Regions from separate parts of the Mus musculus genome. Here all the other regions are linked to region 1. The links are chromatin contacts, called in public Hi-C, HiCAR-type, HiChIP or PLAC-seq and promoter capture Hi-C maps. All regions are on one chromosome and are shown on one strand. Each heading gives the region's core, a stretch centred on a gene start, on an enhancer-like site or on the middle of the called end of the contact. The rest is flanking DNA. Distances are from core to core; before and after follow the strand shown.

Region 1 (2,847 bases), core at 144-2,643:
ATAGCCCATGCGTCCTCTCCACTCTGAGGTTGCGGGGCACTTCCCGCTCCCTCTACTCAGTGAGCTTCGGAAGTTGCAAACTGCCGAAATCTGCCCCCACCCCAGAAAGTGCACGCGGACTCAGGAAACTCCCATCTGCAGCGCCAGAGACCCGACCATCAGCTCCACGACTGGAGGACCCCACATGCCACCGCACAATGCCAACCCGAACGCACAGCGAGACGCGGGAAGGGGGAGGAGGGGGCGATACTCACCGTTCTGTTCCTTGTCGCTGGAGAGCTGCAACTTGCTGCTCAGGTTGGACTCAGCCCGAGTCCCCGTTCTTTGGCCGGCCAGGGCAGATGTCAGCAGGAGGAGGCCGAGGAGGAGCATTTGGCTGACTGGGGCGAGGGCTCACTCGCGGCGGGCACTGGGGAAGCGACGACTCCAAGGCTCAGCCCAGCCGGGGAAAGGCTGCGCTGCGGTGGAAGCGCCTGGCCGGCTCTGGCAGCAGAGAATCGCAGGGTAGTTTCCACATAATCCCATCCAAAAGTTTTTCCTAGAGCCCTCTTCTGTGTCTCCAGTTTTTGAAAAGGATCAAAGCAAAACCTGGACCTGAACCAGTTTCCCAAGGTTTAAACAAATCCTGAGCTGTGCCGAAGTGCGGGGGGTGGGGGTAGGCGAGGGAGGAAAGAAGGGGTGGGGACGCGGGGGAGCGGCGATGAGTCGTGGCGACTCGCAGGGAGCACCTGTCAGTTTGGGGGACAGGACACAGGCGAGGACTCGGGGTCCCGCCAAGCCAGACTGGAAGCCAGGTCGGCAGCGAGGCGAGCACCTTGGGATCAATGACAAAGCTGCTGATCGGGGCGGCAGGCGGCGCCCCACCCCCACCTGGGGGGAGGGGACCGTGCCCTGCGAGTGCCGCGCGGGTCCCGGGCGGGCAGAGAGGCCGCGGGGACGACTCGGGACTGGCCCGGATCCACCGCGGAGCCTCCTCCTTGCTGCAGTCGGTGGCCACCGAAGTTCCCTCGGGTACCGGCGAAGTGCTGCGGGAAGCCGGGAGAGCTTGGGCGGCTCGGAGTCGCGAGCGCTCGGATGCCTGCCCTAAGGCAGGGCAGGACGCAGGGCTGAGGAGAGGTGGCGGCTAAGCACGGGCGGCTAAGGGAAGGCCTGGCTGGCCTGGAGGATCGCTCTTGTCCCCTCCCCGTCTCCACTTTCCCCCAGCGGGCGGCGCGCGGGGCGCGGGGCTGGCGGCCGGGCGGGCGCGGGGGGCGCGGGGGGCGCGGGCGGCCAGCTGGCGGGCCAACAGGTGCTGGCGCAGACAGGGGGCACTGCGGGCCCCGCGGCAGACGGAGCCCACACTGCGGCGAGGAATGCCGCCAGGCGGCCCCCAGCTTCCTTTCCCCTGGGCGCCCCTAACCCCAAATAAGGAGTCTGCGGGCTGTTCAAGGGTGCTGCAAACTCAGAGAAAGAGAGAGGGAAAAAAAAGTAGGAGAGGACAGCCACTCCTTCTCTTCTGGCTCTCCCTGGCTGTAACTTGTCTTTCATTCCTAAGGGGATCCCCACTCCCAAAGCGCTTTGTCAGGACTCGTGGCCAGAGTTCTGCACTGAAGGAGGGAAGTTGAACTCAAGATGCTTCCAGAATGGCTCTGTCTGAAGGAGAATGAATAAATCAAAAGTAAAGATAAAGTCAGAGTTGTAACATGAATTGAAGCCATGCACCACTGTATCCACATGAACCCTGTTTGGAGAGGAACTGGGGTTGGAGGGTACCACTGAGCAGAAGAAAGAGTCCCTGTCCTTTGCAGCTGGGTGCTGCATGATAATGAAATCTAGCTCCTAGAGTGTCTGGGGACATAGTGTGGCAATTTACACATAGGCTGTCCTGGAGCCCCTAATGTTTGAACTGGTTGCCTTTATGCACGAAGTGCTTCGTGCTGAGACTAAAGTTCCTATGGGGTTATCTAGAATGAGAAAAACATGTTAGTAGGGCCTAGGGTGGTTCCATGTGCAATACATGTGTCTCTGATAGGATTCCAATATGCTTTCCTTATCAGAAAATCCTCGTGAAAGCGTTGAAGGCACAGTAGGGTTTGAAATCTAAACAAAAGATGCATCTTTGGATGGAGGGGTAATAAAAAAAGAAAATGAAAATAAGGAAAATAAAAATAACATTAGAGCAAGCAAATGCCTTGGTGTGCAGTCAGACAGATGTATCACCAAGTACTTAGTTGAATCAGTCAGGGCATGCAATCCAACCATAGAACCAAGGTAAACATAATCCTGAAACCGGGCATGACCTGGAGACAGAAATAAAAGATGGGACCAGTCCAAACGATAAAATGTTAATCTTTTCCTTTGTTCTTGGACACCACTGGGGCCTACCAAACAACCCTGTTCTAGCCAGGTCTCTGTCCTCTTCTCTCTTCCTTCAAATGAGTACTTGACAGGTTGTTCATTATAACTCCTGCTTGGCATCCAGGAAGTCCCCGGGACCAAATAAAGAAAGATGCTGTTCTCCTGTGAAATCCTTACAAACCTGTTCCATTCATTCATTCTTATCTGTGGGATTTCCACCTTTACAGTGTTGGATAGAAAGTCTCTTGCTTAGACTTTAAGTGTATGGATGTTAATGGTACAAGCCTTGTTACTTTATTCAAGTTAGCAGTGCATCATCTTCAGTGCCATTCCATTGTGACATACGTGTATTCCAAAAGTGTTCTGTACATTCCTGAATATGCAAAGGAGAGTTCCCAATTTTAATCAAAATGAGACACCAAAAGGCATGCTTTCTCGGTAGATCTGTTTGCAATCCAATCCATTAAGGTCCAGTTTTTGTCATTTACTTAGTTTTCTGATCAAGGTTTT
Region 2 (2,874 bases), core at 3-2,502, 1.0 Mb after region 1:
AGTTGTTAATCTGCATCTTCTTCCCTGTCTCTAGTCAGGCTGAACAAAAATGTCGGCTACTCCTTCAGACTTCACAAAAGCTGCATCACTGAGAGACTGCTCACCCTAGCCACTCTCAAATTGCAGGGAAAGCTGTCAGCCTCCACTGTCTCTTCTCCCCTGTACTTCCCACTGCAATTCATTTTTAGACCTGCTTGAGAATCTGCACGAGGAGGTCTCATGAAAGAAGTAACAGACTTTCAGTGTTCTCCTGGTACCGATGCCATGACATTCTAAGCATCTCTAGATCTGAACCCAGTCCCAAGTGTGTAGGCTGTGACCAATCACTGGGCAGATTTGATGGGTCATACTAGGCTAAAATAATGAAAGACTTTTGGAATAAATCTTCTATTTTCAATAAAATGTATCTGTAATTCTGGCTCTTTATTCAGCTTATGTAAATCCACTTTTTATAATTCTTGGATTCTGATAACGTTACATGACCTTTTCCTCCTCTGCTCTCCCTCCTCCTTCTCCCTCTGTTCCTCATTTTCCTTTTCTATAACTTTTCCTACAAGGGTTAGTGCTAGCTTTCCTGACACAAAGGGAAATTCATCCTCTGTCCTGACATCCCTTGAAGGTGTCACAACAGATGTTTTTTGAACCCCAGCCAAGATGTGGATTTACTTGGATGTCTTGGTCTGCTCCATAAATACGTTAAAGTGACTTGGGTATTAAGATACTACATGGCACTGGCTTCCTTATGGCCATAGACTGAATTTTAGCTTATATACTTTGCCCTGTGAATTCTTAGTTCAAGAAACATACTAGCTAAAATGAAGGGGTCAAAGTCCTTTTTTTTTCTTAGTTATTCTACAAAGGACTTAGCCATTGTTTGCTTGGGTGATTCCTGGAAATATGCTTTGGTCTTGAAATCAAGGGCTTGTCCTCATCACAGAACTGAGTCTGAAACATTCTTCCCTACATTAAAATGTCTTCCTACGGTAGAACATATTGCTTTATCTGAAAAAAATATTTGTATATGGGTCTCCCTTCTCCTGGGGGTAGGGGATGTACTTTGGCCACCTACACGTAAGGGCCGAGGGAACAGCATCATGCAGGGTGCAGACAGCCATGAGTCTGATAGAAGGACTTCAGAACAGAGCTTAAGTGAGACAACTCTACTTTAGTGTTCCGAGGCAGGGTATATAGGGCTCCTAAGGGTGGAGAGAGCTGATTGGCCAGAACCCAGTACTTAATTATCATTCGGCTGGGAAGCTAGAGCAGGACTTGTGTGCTGAGTCATGCAGCATTTGCAGAGAGCTCTGCACAGTCATCCTCCAAACAAGGTCAGGCATCTGTGTTCAGAGACGCTTTCCAACCAGTGCCAGGTAGAGAAAGGGAACCCCTGACGGAAAGGGGAGTCCTCCATTCTGCATCAAGCTCACAGAGCTATCCAGACATGCTGAACTGTGGCCTTAAGAACAGGCTTCTCCGACATTTGTGTTTTGCCAGGGTCAATTTCTAATCCTCATCATTTTACAATCTGTATCTCTCTGGCAGGATGACCTGTGAGCCACAGTCAATCTAGAGACAAAAGATGTTCCTTCTTTCAGGATACTATTTTCTTGTTTTACTGCCCAGACTATCCTCAGTCTACTCATCCTCTTGCTTCAGCCTTCTAATGCAAGGGTTGCAGATGTGTGCCACCACATGCAGGGGTTGCAGATGTGTGCCACCACATGCAGGGGTTGCAGATGTGTGCCACCACATACAGGGGTTGCAGATGTGTGCCACCACATCCAGCTTGAGGATTCATATTTGTCATGCATTCCTCACATTCTTCTTGCACGGGGTCTTAATTTGGTCACCATTTATGTCAGTTCTTCCTACTTTAGGCTTTGGGAAACGATTGTAGAATCTTAATATTTGAATGTCAAGATCGATATCCCTGGTCATAGGAAGGGCTCTGGAGCAATAGGGATTCCCATTCATTGCTTGGGGAAATGCAACATCCTAAATCATCTATGAAAGAGATTTGGTAGTATTGTATAAAAGAAACAGTGTCTGGCAATTATGTGTCTTGATGTTTACTCAAAGGAATTGAAATGTATGTCCAGATAAAAACCTTCCCAATAATACCTATTGGAGACTTATTCATAACTGACAAAACTTGGAGGCAACGCAGTGTCATTCCTTAAGTAAATGAATAAGCCAAGAGCAGCAGGAGGCAGCTGTCAATTCTAAAGACATTTGGGATAAAATACGTTACTATTAGTCTTTCCTACTATTTGTAACCCTCTGACAGAACTTGACTTTGCTAGATCTTAAGAGAAAAACATTTGACTGTGTGACAGAGGTGGGAATTAATATAAATAGAATGTGCACTCTAAATGCCATTTGGGTTTCATCAAGAAGTACAATTCTTGCTTCTTGTTGTTTTTTGTTTGTTTTGTTTTGTTTTGTTTGTTTTGTTTTGTTTTTGACTCAGTGTTTCATTGAGCCATATAACTTAATACTTCTAATGACGAACTGGTGGGCTAATCAAGTAAAGTCTTTATTCCTAGCTAGTAGCAGTTGAGCAGAAGGCTACGGGAAGGACATCCATTACAAAGGGGTGGGCTTGCAGCTATCTATACCTTGGTTTCAGTGATTTCAGAGCTGGACTCAGGGTTGGGTCATTTGAAAGCAACTTAAAGGGAGTGGGAAGCTGAAGCCAAACCAAAATGAGTCATGGAGCAAGTTGGAGATAATGGGGTGAATTCATTCAGTGTAAACTGTTTTGATAAGCCCTTTAGACTTGAAGGGGAGCCGGGAAAGCAAACAGCTTAAGTGAAAGGGGAGCAGACTGGAGAAGGATTATTATTTTTAGGATAAGGAATGTGAAATTGTTTT
Region 3 (2,779 bases), core at 160-2,659, 1.0 Mb before region 1:
GGAGAACCAATGAGTTTTGGGACTATGGATGAGTGCATACTTACAGAAGGGACAGCTTGAAAGTAAGAAAGAGGAGAGAGAGAGAGAGAGAGAGAGAGAGAGAGAGAGAGAGAGAGAGAGGAAGGAAGAGAGAAAGAGAGAGAGGGGGAGGAAGGAAGGAAGAGAGAAAGAAAGAAAGAAAGAAAGAAAGAAAGAAAGAAAGAAAGAAAGAAAGAAAGAGGGAAGGAGAAAGGGAAGGAGGGAAGGAGGGAGGGAGGGAGAAAGACATACTGGAGAGGGATGAAATGTTCACACATTTGTAATGGGCCCTTGGATGGATGGATGGATGGATGGATGGATGGGTGGGTGGGTGGGTGGACTGATGGACAGACAGACAAACAGACAAAACAGAAATACAAGACAAATCTAAAACTTCTGGAATTCTAACTCCTGGGTTGTAATATGGCCTGTCCTGTAAAGTTCACAGACAAGATGGCTTAACGTTTTGCTCACAATTATGTTTGCACATGAAGTATCTATCCTCCAAGAAGATACATGAAGTATCTATCCTCCGAGAAGGTACTTGAGAGCATATTCCCCAGCTGGGAAATACCAGTTTGGAAACTTCTGGAAGCCTTTTTGGAGTTTGTAAGTAGACCACTGTGGGTGTCCTTGGGAACTGTAAGCCTCTACTGGGCCCACCTGTGTGTCTCTGTAATGAACTAAACAGCCTCGGCCATTCTCTCAGCCACCATGGAGTTGGGCTGTTCCACACGCCCCAAAGCAACGGAGACAAAAAAAAAAGCGAAAACAAAAACAAAAAACGATGGATCTCTAAAAACCACAGGCAAAAACATGAATTCTGCTGGTTAATGTCAGGTATTTTGTCTCAATGGCAAAAAGTCTAATGCAGTTGCTAAACCTCTTGTATATTACAAAACATCTTAGTTTGTGCACTTGATTATTAACTTAATTGACTAAAAGTAAAAATGTTAATTTTGTAGGATTAGCTATGTTTGCCAGCTGTTGCTAGGTAAAGCAACAGAGGAAATGTTTATGTGCATAACTACAAAAAACATGACGATGTTAATCAACACTGGGCGCGCGCGCGCGCACACACACACACACACACACACACACACACACACACACACACGCCCAAGCTCTAGGACATTAGAACAGATGTACGAGGATGACAATGACAATACCCCATCCATGCTGGAAGGAGCACAGCTGGTTCTGTTCTATCTGCCTTAAGGCCTCAAAAGAAATGACTTGTCACCAGACTGGGGCGGGAAAATGTTTGAGCACAGTAGCTCTGAGCCCATCTGAATTCCCTCCTCTGTCACTGATTGGCTAAGATATGGGAAGAAACAGCGCCCAGCCTCCTGCGGCTCCACTCGTCATTGGCTGAGAAGAGGTGGCAATCAGAGTTGGCCGAGACTGATGCCCTAGCTTCAGCTCTGTGCTGGTCTGGGAGCACTGTCGCCGCTGTAGTCGCTGTCTGGGTCCCTTCCGCGGTACTCTTGCCTGGAAGCTGCTTCCTAGGCTCCGGGCGCGGACACCATGGTGAGTGCTGTCAGGATGGTCAGCGGAACATCACACCTGAGCGGGTGGACCTTGACTGGCTAGAGAGCTGGCTGAGATGCAGAAACAAGCCCCAGGGCACACAGAGCGGAGGGCCGCGAGGAACAGCGCTTTTGGTGGGAGGTGGGGACATATGATCTGCTGGAGTGCTCCGAGTCTCTGGGTCTGGTTGGGTCCCCACCACTCAACCCCAGCCTCCAACTTCTGGGGATTCTGGGTTCCACGGGCAGGGTGGTGTGGGAAGCTCAGGGCTCAGGTTCCTGAGCTACCCCTGTTGCACCACGGTGACAGGTGAGCAGGGGTAAGAAGATGGGGGAGGGGAAAGGGACGACGAGAATTCAAAGATCCCGCAGAGTCCCCCCTTTTAGAATAGGGTACCCGAAAGCTTATCCTGAAGGCGAATGACAGGTCAGAGGCACCGGGTGGAAGACCGGGTTGCAAGGCGCGGGTCCTTGACCACGGTCTCTCTCTCTGCCCTTCAGTACGGTTTCGTGAACCATGCCCTGGAGCTGCTGGTGATCCGCAATTATGGTCCCGAGGTGTGGGAAGACATCAAGTAAGTGAACAGCCCCGCTCCCAGGGCCGCGCGTTGGCACCGAGCCCGCGCCCGCCCGCTTCCCTGGCTGCTCCCAGCAGGGTCGTGGTGCGCATCCTCCGGTCTCCTCTCCCACGCTCCGAAGCCGGGACCAGGAGAGGAGGGTAGGCCGGGGCGTGGCCGCGTGATCAAGCCCCTTGGGGTCGCTGCGGCCTCTTCACCCGGACTGAGCGTGGGAACACCCAGACAGGCAGAGCACTGTGACTCCCAGGCCAGGTTCAGAGGGTTGGCTAGCTCCCATGCAAGGGGACCTGGGGGCTTCCTGGGCCTCTGCAAGGTCTTAGGATCAGAGGCAGGAAATGAACAGAAGATTCGCTTTCTTTTGCGATTTGCACACCAGGAACACGTAATATGGTTAAATCATTTGGTTATGGTATAGTACACTCAAAGATTATTTCTCCAGTAAGTCATGAGAAACCGATATGTAATAAAGGGACATTTTCCCTTTAACTTGCCCAAATCACCCTTGCTTTGCTGTGTTTTCTTCTGGCAACCCTAGCAGGGCATCCTAGTTTCTGTAGAGCTTTGAGTCTGGTACTCAGATAAGACGAGAAAATAGACTTATCTGAGATTTTAAGGCCCAAGGCATCTCTTAAGCTTTCTGTAGGTCTAAGGAGG
Region 4 (2,791 bases), core at 134-2,633, 1.3 Mb before region 1:
TACAGAGATGGGCATAATGTGATAAACACGGGAACAAGAGTTGGATGCAGCATTGGCACAGTCAGACCTTGTGACGCTTACGACAGAAAACCAAAATCTAAAGAGAGCCAAGCTCTGAAGTCGCTCTTTGGCTTGCAACTTAGAAACCAAATATTGAAGACAGGATCCTACAGAGAGGGGTGTTTCAATACTGGAGCCCAAAGTTGACAGATGACCTACAACACACTAACAGTGAAGCAAGAACTCCTCCCACGTCATGCCAGATCTTGTGAGAACCAGCAAGGGCTAGGCAGCAGCATAATCAAAACCAAATGCTTTGCAGCGTTTTACCTGAAAGGAAGTTCTCTTGGTAGCCTTTGGACTCTTGGTGTACGCCAAAGTTGTGCTGAAGATTTCATCGGACATGGTGTGTCCTTTTTCTCTGCTTTTATACAACAGTTAATAAATTACTGAAATAATTCATTCAACCTCTGATGGTGGCTGAAATATACATATAAATATTTTAAAGAATTAGACGTTTTTACATGATCAAGACACTGTTCCTGGGATTAGTGCCCCACAACCCCGCTCCAAAGAGAAATCGCTCTAATCATTGTACAATATATTCACCTAAAAACGTTAAGAGCGTTTTATGTTAAGTACATAAAAATTTCACAACAAATTGGTTTTCACGAAAAGAAAATCCATGAGGAAGTTATTACTGTTCTACATCCACTAGAAGGATGAATGAACTACATAATAACAAAATGTTGCCAAACAATTTCACTTTCCATTATTAAAAACACACAGCATTGCGGACGCCACCACGACTTAGTTCAAGCTGCAACCAAGAGGACTGTCAAGGTTCCCAGCCCCGGAAATGGCTTGCACATAACAGTATTCAAAACGATGCTTAACCACAAGCAGCAGCGACATTTTCCCAAACCATTCGTTTGCTGTTACACACACATCTCCACACTAAGTTGCAGCACATCAGGCTTCCAGCGCGCGACGTCGGAGGCCCATTTGGATCGCCGGCCACCGCCCAGAGCTCCCCGGGCTGGCCAGGCGGCGTCCGCATCCCAGCTCCGCGCGGCTCCCGGCCCAGCACGCGCCAGGGCCCCGCACACCCAGCACGGTCCCCTCCGTTCCTCCACGTACCACGGCCCGCGCCTCCTGCATCCACCCCGCTCCCCGTGCACCCGGGCCCCTGTGACCACCTGAGAACCCAGCGGCTATGCTCTAGCACAGGTGTCGCCCCCGGCCCGGGCCTCGCGGTCTGGGAAACCAGGTATTGGAATAACCTGGAGGCGGGGCAAAAGATGGAGGCAGAAGGCGGTTGCTAGGCAACAGCGTCCCCGGGAGGAAGTGACTTCCAACCGCCTGGTCTCTTGGGTACCCAACACCGCCTTTCCGCCGGCGTCGCTGGGACAACCGCACAGACCAAGGAAGTGACATCACTGGTGGAGGTGTTGGGAGCGCGGTGCCCTATCAGCTTGTGTGCAATGGCTGTTACCTAGGAAACAAGACCGGCCCTCTGCCATCACGCCACAAGGAACCTTGATTGCCCCTGCTCAGAGTCCTTGTTTATAGGCAGGTATTGCGTGACCACGATGCAAAGCTTCCTTTTGCTAGTTAGAACGTGGAATGCGTGAGTCAGTGCAGTGTCAGCGGACTCAACAGAACGACGTAGTAGTGACGTTTGCAATCGTCGGAGTTAAACTGCACGTTTGATTCTTGGAATATGCAAAATAAGATCTCTATGATTTGATAAGAAACTAATAAGACTGTCTCCTTAAAGGATTGCAGTGAATACCGAATACAATATATAGCGAAATATTGGGAAATGTTTAGAATCGCATTCAGTTAATATTACATAGGAGCGTTTCTTGTAAGTAATGCAGTTGGGGGGGGGGGGGCGGAGGAGGAGGAGGCAGAGAGTAGGGGTAGGGGTGTGTGTGCTAAAGTATCCCATAAGCACACACAGCCCAGAGCCTGTTTTACATCTTTGGTGAAAAGTTTACCCTTTCTATATTTAGTAGATAATCTGGTTAAAAAGAAGTCAGCAAATAAAACACAGGGGAGAAGGCTGGAAAAAGTACTGCTGACAGTATCACTATCTTTGCCATTTAATAATTTATTAATACACAAAACACTTAAACTTTTAAAGTTACACAGACTTCATCTATTTTTAACTTGAAAAAGGTATGTCGAAATCAATTCATTAACAAGTGACTAAACTTGTTTCTGTATCTCCACAATGTTTCTTTTAAAAAATAACCCTGACAAATAGATCTTTAAATACACAAAAACAAATATGAAGTTCAGTGAGAAAAAGGTTTCTAAGTAATATTTGCAATAACTCCTTTAAAAAGCCTAGTTTAAGTTTTTCAACTTGTTCTTGGTTGGTAAATTTGTTTTGGCTAATTATGTTGTTTTTAACTATTTTTAAGTGAATATCTGCATAAGGAAAAGATTTTCTATTTTCACCAGTTACTGTTAGCTTTTCTATCCTACATTTTATTAACATCTATGATTCTGATAAAGGCCCTGTACCCACGGCGGGTACCCAAATGGGAAGAACTAATTTTTAGATAATGTGTAAGGGCTCTATTCATTTGGTATTCATTTAACTGATATAACTTTAATGTAGGCATGACTTACAAAAATAAACTTACAACAACATCAATGATAGAGAACACTGAGTTCCCAGCTACCAATAGGGCCGGGTTGCACACAATGGGAATGGGTTTCGGATGGTTGTTTGCCACAAGCACAAAGTGAGAGGCTCTAAAGAGAATTCTTTCTAGCA
Region 5 (2,700 bases), core at 101-2,600, 1.2 Mb after region 1:
GGATGGTGTCAGCTTAATCCACTCCAAGAGGCCTGCCTGCCTCAAACTCAGACTAGGCCAGGACCTAGCACTTCCTCTTCTTGAAGTTCACATCTGTGTCTTCTGCTGTGCTAGTATCCGGCCTAGAGAGACAGCCTTGCTGTCTAGGAGAGGTCTGTCACACACACACACACACACACACACACACACACACACACACACAAGAGCGCGCACACAGACACATATGGACGCGCGCGCACACATACACACACATGCACGCACACACACACGCACACAGTCACACACACACACTCACACGAACACATGCACAGAGAGAGAGAGAGAGAGAGAGAGAGAGAGAGAGAGAGAGGGAGAGAGGGAGAGAGGGAGACAGAGAGAGATGAACACACACACACACAAACACACACACACACACACACACACACACACACGAGCGCACACACAGACACACATATGGACGTGCGCGCACACATACACACACACGCGCACGCACACAGTCACACACACACACACACACACACGTGGTTTTCAGCTACAGAAGAGGCAGGTAAATCTACATCATATGCTAGTGGTTGCTTTTACCTCTGAATCTCAATCGGATGTCCGAAGCCTGCACTCCTGTCCATTGCTCTTGATTCTTACAGCTCTTTAGGTGGGGTGGGATACAGCTACTGCTCTGGAACGTGATGCACAGCCTGGTTTCACAGGAAAGCTTCCTGGAAGCTATTTTCAAAGAAATTACCTCCCGGGCCAAGCTTTATTTTCCGCAACTCCAGTGTATGGATTTGTATAAAGCCACCTCCCTTGTCTACTGAAATGTGCCAGCAAGCCACAAAGGCATTTAGTTCACATTACAGTAGCACACATTAATTGTTTACATTTGTCTAAGCTCATGATTCCAGCTACATGGGAGGCTGAGGCAGGAGGATCACAGAGTCTACTTGGGCTGTGGAGTGAGCGTTAAGCCAGTCTAGGCAACTTCGGAATAAGCTGTCTCAACTTTAAAAAGGGGGAATGAGAGTTGGGAGTGCAAATTAGGAGAGATTGCCTAACAACAAAGGCAAACCGGGATGGAATGAGCATTTATTTTGTAACTGTGTGAGGTAGCTCCGGCTTTGTCTCATCCACAAACTGCACAATTAAAGGTGTGGTGTTTAGCAGAAGGTGACTTGCTACTCACTGAACGAGCTCTTCTTTAAAGGGGGGGGGGGGGGGGGGGCACGACACTCTCTAGTTAACTCGCTGACTGACAGAGGGCCTGAGGACTCCTTAGTCACCTGACTGAGCTCCAGCCCTCCGCTGGGAGGGTGTCCTGAGCCTCCGCCTGGGAGGGACTCCGGTCTCCCTTCAGATTCCGGCAGGAAGTCCGCACGCGTCCAGGGAAGAGTCAGCGCAGTGAGACCCCACCAGGTCACCTGAGTCTAAGGTGCCCCTGGGTCTGAGAGCCGCCCTGCAACCTTCAGCTCCTCGGGAAAACTCGCAGAGCAAGTAAGTGCCAGCACTCGTGACGTCAGCCCAGAGACAGGCGAAGCTGCACTCAGATTGGAGGAAATTAAAGGAAACCAGAAATGAAATCTTTAAACTAGAGCAGGCGGCATTGATCGAGCGCCGGCACTATCTTAAACGCAGGGGAGGAGCTGCTTAAAACTTTAAAGTAGTCGGGAGAAAAAGCAGATATACCAGTAATGAAACGAAAGTAGTAAATTTTTTAGAAAGAATGAATGTAGCTTAATAAAATATTAAGTGGATACTTAACACGTAAACCTTAGAATCCTTGGACTTGAGACTTTTCCACGGAATGTTGAAAGCTTTTACCTTGGAGAAATACGAACTATTTCGATAGCTGCTGCCTGGTTGGTAATCTGTCTAAGGTAAACGCGTGTGGGCAGGTCACGTGCTACCTGACCCACGTGATATTTATGGTCCTATTGTCTAACTAAAACTTGAAAAAATTTTAAATGAATGGGAGGGATCTAGCACAAGTTTAAAGCTTGACTGAGCTCTGAAGCGAGTTTAAAGTCTGCCTAGAAAAGCTTGGCGAGACTGTCTCAAATCAAACAAAGTAAAAACGGGGTTCGGGTATAGCTGAGCAGAGCGTTTGCCGAGCATGCCGTATTATTAAAAAATATAATAATAATAATAATAATAATAATAATAATGGATTTTGTTTGCTTGCTTGCTTTTTTAAAGACAGGGTCACACTAGTGTTGTCCTGGATGGTCTGGAACTAGCTATGTAAACCAAGCAGGCGATGATCTCAAAGATCTTCCTGCTTCTGCCTTCTGAGTGCCGGAAGTTAGCTTGCTACCAACCTAGACTGAAAATAAGATTTTTAGAGGAATAATTTGGGGCTAGGTTTGTGCGAAAAAAGGGTTGGGGATACATGTTCAGTAAAGTAATGATGCTTCTCTTTACCACAGAAATGTCACTGATTTAACGCGAGATGGACTCTTCCTTATGGCAGTCTGGGATTGTTGGTTCACAGGGAATTAGATCATGTGCTTTTGGAAATGCTCTGGAGCCGTGTGCTGTAAACGAACATCGTTTATCTAAGGCAATAACTGACTGGAGTTGATTCAGCAGTCAAATGAGGTCATGCGCTCTAATTAGCACTACTAATTATTCATCCAATTCAGGCTGAAACCTGTGGCTGCCCATCAATACCCCTTAGTGGAGCCTTCTTTTCTGTAAAATAATCTA
Region 6 (2,736 bases), core at 130-2,629, 1.2 Mb after region 1:
ATATCCCCAGACTGGGAAATAGAAGAATGCCACGCGTATGGAAAAATGACGCTACTGCTGCTGCTGCTGTCCAAATGGGAAACATGGGTGGGGAAAATAATTCAGAGAGAGTGGGGGAAAGGAGAAAACGATCCCAAATCCCCAGCAGCTGCAAATAAGAAGCAAGTGAATCTGTTACCTTGGATGAACTCTAATTTCCTGCTCACAGATGGCAGGGTCCTGTTGAGACCCAGGATCCTGTCCAGGTGGAAGGCGAACACTTCACTCATGTCCAGCGGCTGCTTGAGAAGCCCACAGGGGCTAGGCCCGCAGCCAGGCACAGAGCCTGAGGTGCTCCCTTCCAACACCAGCAAGCGGGTACCACTCTTAGAGATAGGTAGGATGCTAGCCACCTCACTATCAGCCAGGAGGCGCATTCTGCGGATGTCTTCTTTGCTCAGCCATGAGGGGGCGCTCTCGCTATAAATCCTAATGTTGCTCTCTCGGGCCCTAGGCTGCTGCAAGTTTGAACCTCTAGTTCTGACTCCAGGACCACGCAGCACCCTCCAGGGTCGTTCACCAACCTTGGTTAGGTAACCCTGAACATAGCCAGGTACTTCAGCATCTGCTGCCCGTGCAGCTTCCTGCTGTATAAGGGATGGTCTAACCAGCACCTCCTGATCAGGGGCTGCAGATGCCACCGCATACTTCTTCCTGCGCTTGGGTTTCACCGTGCCACGGATATTCGCAGGCTTGCTGCGCTTGGAGCGTAGAGTAATGTACACCACGTTGGGCTGCAAAGTGCTTCCATTGCCCTGCAACTCTGGAGGGGCCAGGGTACCATCCAGGGGAATCTCAGAGAAGGGTACCTTGAAGATGTCGTGACCGTTGGGTGGTCCCCTGTCAGTCGCCTGCCCATGCTGAAAGGAACCTCTGCCCACCTGGCTCACCAGAAAGCCCAGGTAGATGGCACAGGCAGTGCCCAGCAGGAGGTTCCGTCTGGTCCTGGGACGCCGACTACTCCAAAGTTTACACACTCGTGGGGCGCACAGAGAGCAGACAAACCAGTTTACGAGCTGCCCCGGCTTGTCTGGACAGGTCATTTCTCTGCCGCTTCCACATGCTGAACTGAGTTTAAAGTCTGCAGCTGGCTCCGGGTGACATGATTCATGGCTTCCTGAATCCAGCCGTCCAGTCCGCTTCGCTATCTAAGTGGTCTCCAACAGGCAGAGAGGTAAAAGAGAAGGGTCGCTGCTGCGGGTTCTGGGAACGCTTTGTGAACTGGCCACCGCAAGCCTTTTAAACTCCTATCAGCCTTTCCCAGGAGAAAGGAGGGCTGACTCTGGGAATGAATGGAAACAAGAGTTGACTGAATCACTAACTCAACCCATTTCAGTTCCTCTACAAGAGGAAAGAGGCGAGTAACCCTTTCCTTCCACAAATTCTACCAAGTTTGGTGTAAAGTTTAAAATGCGGAAGCAAGATAGGTGTGTGAGTCTGATTTTACTTTAAAGTAATGAAGACAAGCTGCAAAGAGCGTTTGCTAGCTCACAGTTAAAGCCACTACATCTGAGAAGCAAAACTCTTAAAAGTCATCAACCAGGATCCCCTGCAGACCCCCTTTTTGTGATTCAGAAATAAGAAAAGAAATAAATACTTTTTAAGATTTTTATAGACACCCTAACTTTTGTAAGATATATATTACAAAAATATCAAGTAGTGAGTTCATATTTAAACATATTCTCTTAACTAATGTTCCACATTGTTTTCACAATATATTCCATATCTAAAATTGTTATTTAACTACCCCTTGATGTTTATATAGCTTGAAAAGGGTGAGTTCTCTCTCTCTCTCTCTCTCTCTCTCTCTCTCTCTCTCTCTCTCTCACACACACACACACACACACACACACACACACACACAACTTTTTATTCCTTTTCTTTCCACTAAAGAGAGCAAAAATGAAAGAAAAGAATATCTAGGTTTTTTGGTGGGTTTTTTTTTGTTGTTTTTTTTTTTGTTGTTGTTTTTTTTGCCTTTTTCTTCACATTTTTAAATAGAGGGAAAAAGTTGTTTAAGAAGAAAAACAAAACTTTACTTACACAGCTGGCCCCACGCTTAGCTCCAGGAAGAATGGAATTCCTGACTCTAATGCACAGAACTTTGAAAGGCTGAGGCACGTAAGGAGAACATATTTCATGGCCAAGGGTGTTCCACCTTTCAAACATCTCGGCTCAGCCTTAAAAGCTGCCGCCTTCTAACAGCGGAGCAAAATGATTTGTAAACTGGCTGCTGCGCCGTTTTCAGACACGTGAGGTTCTTTTTAAAGATGACTAAAAAAATAAAAAATAAAATTTAATTTTGAATTTCTCCAAACACAGCTCAGACCCAGTTTTCATTCAAACAACTTTCTGCTCCTTTCAGCCCCTGGGAGCCCCCTAGTGTCTCATTTGCTAAGCGACACAGAAATGGCAGCCTTGGGAAGCTGAAGTGATCTGAAGTGTTTTGCTGGAGTTGGCGGAGACCCTGTTGCCAAATAAATACCTTAGAAAAATGAGGAGTGCCCACTGACCCCTGCCTGACCCCACGGAGTTGGGAAGGGGAAACTGGACGCCAGAGTCCAGGGCCTGCAACTTACCTTACATCTGGGCTGTTTGCAGACTAACTCTTGTCTCCCACCAGTTCTCGATGGGGGTAAAACGGCCAGGAAAGGTAGACAAAGCTAAGAAGGGGGTCACTGGAAATGAGTAGAGAAA

The links. Promoter capture Hi-C pulls out the DNA fragments that hold promoters and counts their contacts. A called contact is a pair of places that touch in the nucleus more often than the background predicts. HiCAR-type assays count read pairs that join an accessible place to other places. HiChIP or PLAC-seq counts read pairs in DNA pulled down with a chosen protein or histone mark.
Region 2: a Hi-C map of embryonic fibroblasts shows a contact between it and region 1, with 3 times the contacts expected there. The contact joins the enhancer-like site here to the promoter of Pdgfc in region 1. A contact is called at or near these places in 3 of 39 promoter capture datasets (the 3T3-L1 cell line and pre-B cells), 1 of 484 Hi-C or Micro-C datasets (embryonic fibroblasts), 2 of 115 datasets of contacts at active chromatin or transcription factors (the NIH/3T3 cell line and embryonic limb bud) and 2 of 9 other capture datasets (embryonic tail and embryonic trunk).
Region 3: a HiCAR-type map of astrocytes shows a contact between it and region 1, with 3 times the contacts expected there. The contact joins the promoter of Gucy1b1 here to the promoter of Pdgfc in region 1. A contact is called at or near these places in 2 of 39 promoter capture datasets (the C10 cell line and hippocampal neurons) and 1 of 115 datasets of contacts at active chromatin or transcription factors (astrocytes).
Region 4: a promoter capture Hi-C map of stem cell-derived epiblast-like cells shows a contact between it and region 1, with 3 times the contacts expected there. The contact joins the promoter of Map9 here to the promoter of Pdgfc in region 1. A contact is called at or near these places in 9 of 39 promoter capture datasets (the 3T3-L1 cell line, cranial neural crest, frontonasal cranial neural crest and 5 more), 4 of 484 Hi-C or Micro-C datasets (the N1E-115 cell line, cerebral cortex, cortical neurons and 1 more) and 4 of 115 datasets of contacts at active chromatin or transcription factors (astrocytes, embryonic stem cells and stem cell-derived neural progenitor cells).
Region 5: an H3K4me3 HiChIP or PLAC-seq map of embryonic stem cells shows a contact between it and region 1, with 4 times the contacts expected there. The contact joins the promoter of Tmem144 here to the promoter of Pdgfc in region 1. A contact is called at or near these places in 17 of 39 promoter capture datasets (the 3T3-L1 cell line, 3T3-L1-derived adipocytes, the C10 cell line and 9 more), 1 of 15 datasets of contacts at CTCF or cohesin (the NIH/3T3 cell line), 7 of 484 Hi-C or Micro-C datasets (the AML12 cell line, embryonic fibroblasts, nephron progenitors and 1 more), 12 of 115 datasets of contacts at active chromatin or transcription factors (bone marrow-derived macrophages, cardiomyocytes, craniofacial prominence and 5 more) and 2 of 9 other capture datasets (adipose tissue and macrophages).
Region 6: a Hi-C map of uterus shows a contact between it and region 1, with 4 times the contacts expected there. The contact joins the promoter of Gask1b here to the promoter of Pdgfc in region 1. A contact is called at or near these places in 13 of 39 promoter capture datasets (the 3T3-L1 cell line, the C10 cell line, cranial neural crest and 7 more), 1 of 15 datasets of contacts at CTCF or cohesin (large pre-B cells), 3 of 484 Hi-C or Micro-C datasets (the AtT-20 cell line, cerebral cortex and uterus), 6 of 115 datasets of contacts at active chromatin or transcription factors (the NIH/3T3 cell line, cardiomyocytes, embryonic forebrain and 2 more) and 1 of 9 other capture datasets (macrophages).

What each region holds. Positions count from the first base shown.
Region 1 is chr3:81,034,962-81,037,808 of GRCm38.p6, reverse strand. It overlaps Pdgfc (platelet-derived growth factor, C polypeptide), which reads right to left and starts at 1,393. Exons shown (of 6, transcript NM_019971.3): 1 at 255-1,393. The coding sequence starts at 372.
Region 2 is chr3:79,994,274-79,997,147 of GRCm38.p6, reverse strand. No RefSeq gene overlaps it. Among named protein-coding and RNA genes, the nearest start is that of Gm36569, 110 kb to the right of the region's middle. Within about 2 kb of position 1,252, at least 77 of the 459 cell types and tissues checked have an H3K27ac peak or open chromatin away from gene starts, as enhancers often do. A contact at or near this core is called in the NIH/3T3 cell line and embryonic fibroblasts, where this site is marked.
Region 3 is chr3:82,073,341-82,076,119 of GRCm38.p6, reverse strand. It overlaps Gucy1b1 (guanylate cyclase 1, soluble, beta 1), which reads left to right and starts at 1,409. Exons shown (of 14, transcript NM_017469.4): 1 at 1,409-1,548; 2 at 2,049-2,122. The coding sequence starts at 1,546.
Region 4 is chr3:82,356,664-82,359,454 of GRCm38.p6, reverse strand. Map9 (microtubule-associated protein 9) reads right to left here and starts at 1,383. Exons shown (of 14, transcript NM_001081230.1): 1 at 1,200-1,383; 2 at 331-480. The coding sequence starts at 405.
Region 5 is chr3:79,841,559-79,844,258 of GRCm38.p6, reverse strand. It overlaps Tmem144 (transmembrane protein 144), which reads left to right and starts at 1,350. Exons shown (of 12, transcript NM_001379543.1): 1 at 1,350-1,488.
Region 6 is chr3:79,884,573-79,887,308 of GRCm38.p6, reverse strand. It overlaps Gask1b (golgi associated kinase 1B), which reads right to left and starts at 1,379. Exons shown (of 4, transcript NM_133187.3): 1 at 179-1,379. The coding sequence starts at 1,082. It overlaps Gm36569 (a long non-coding RNA gene), which reads left to right and starts at 503. Exons shown (of 3, transcript XR_375740.1): 1 at 503-1,213.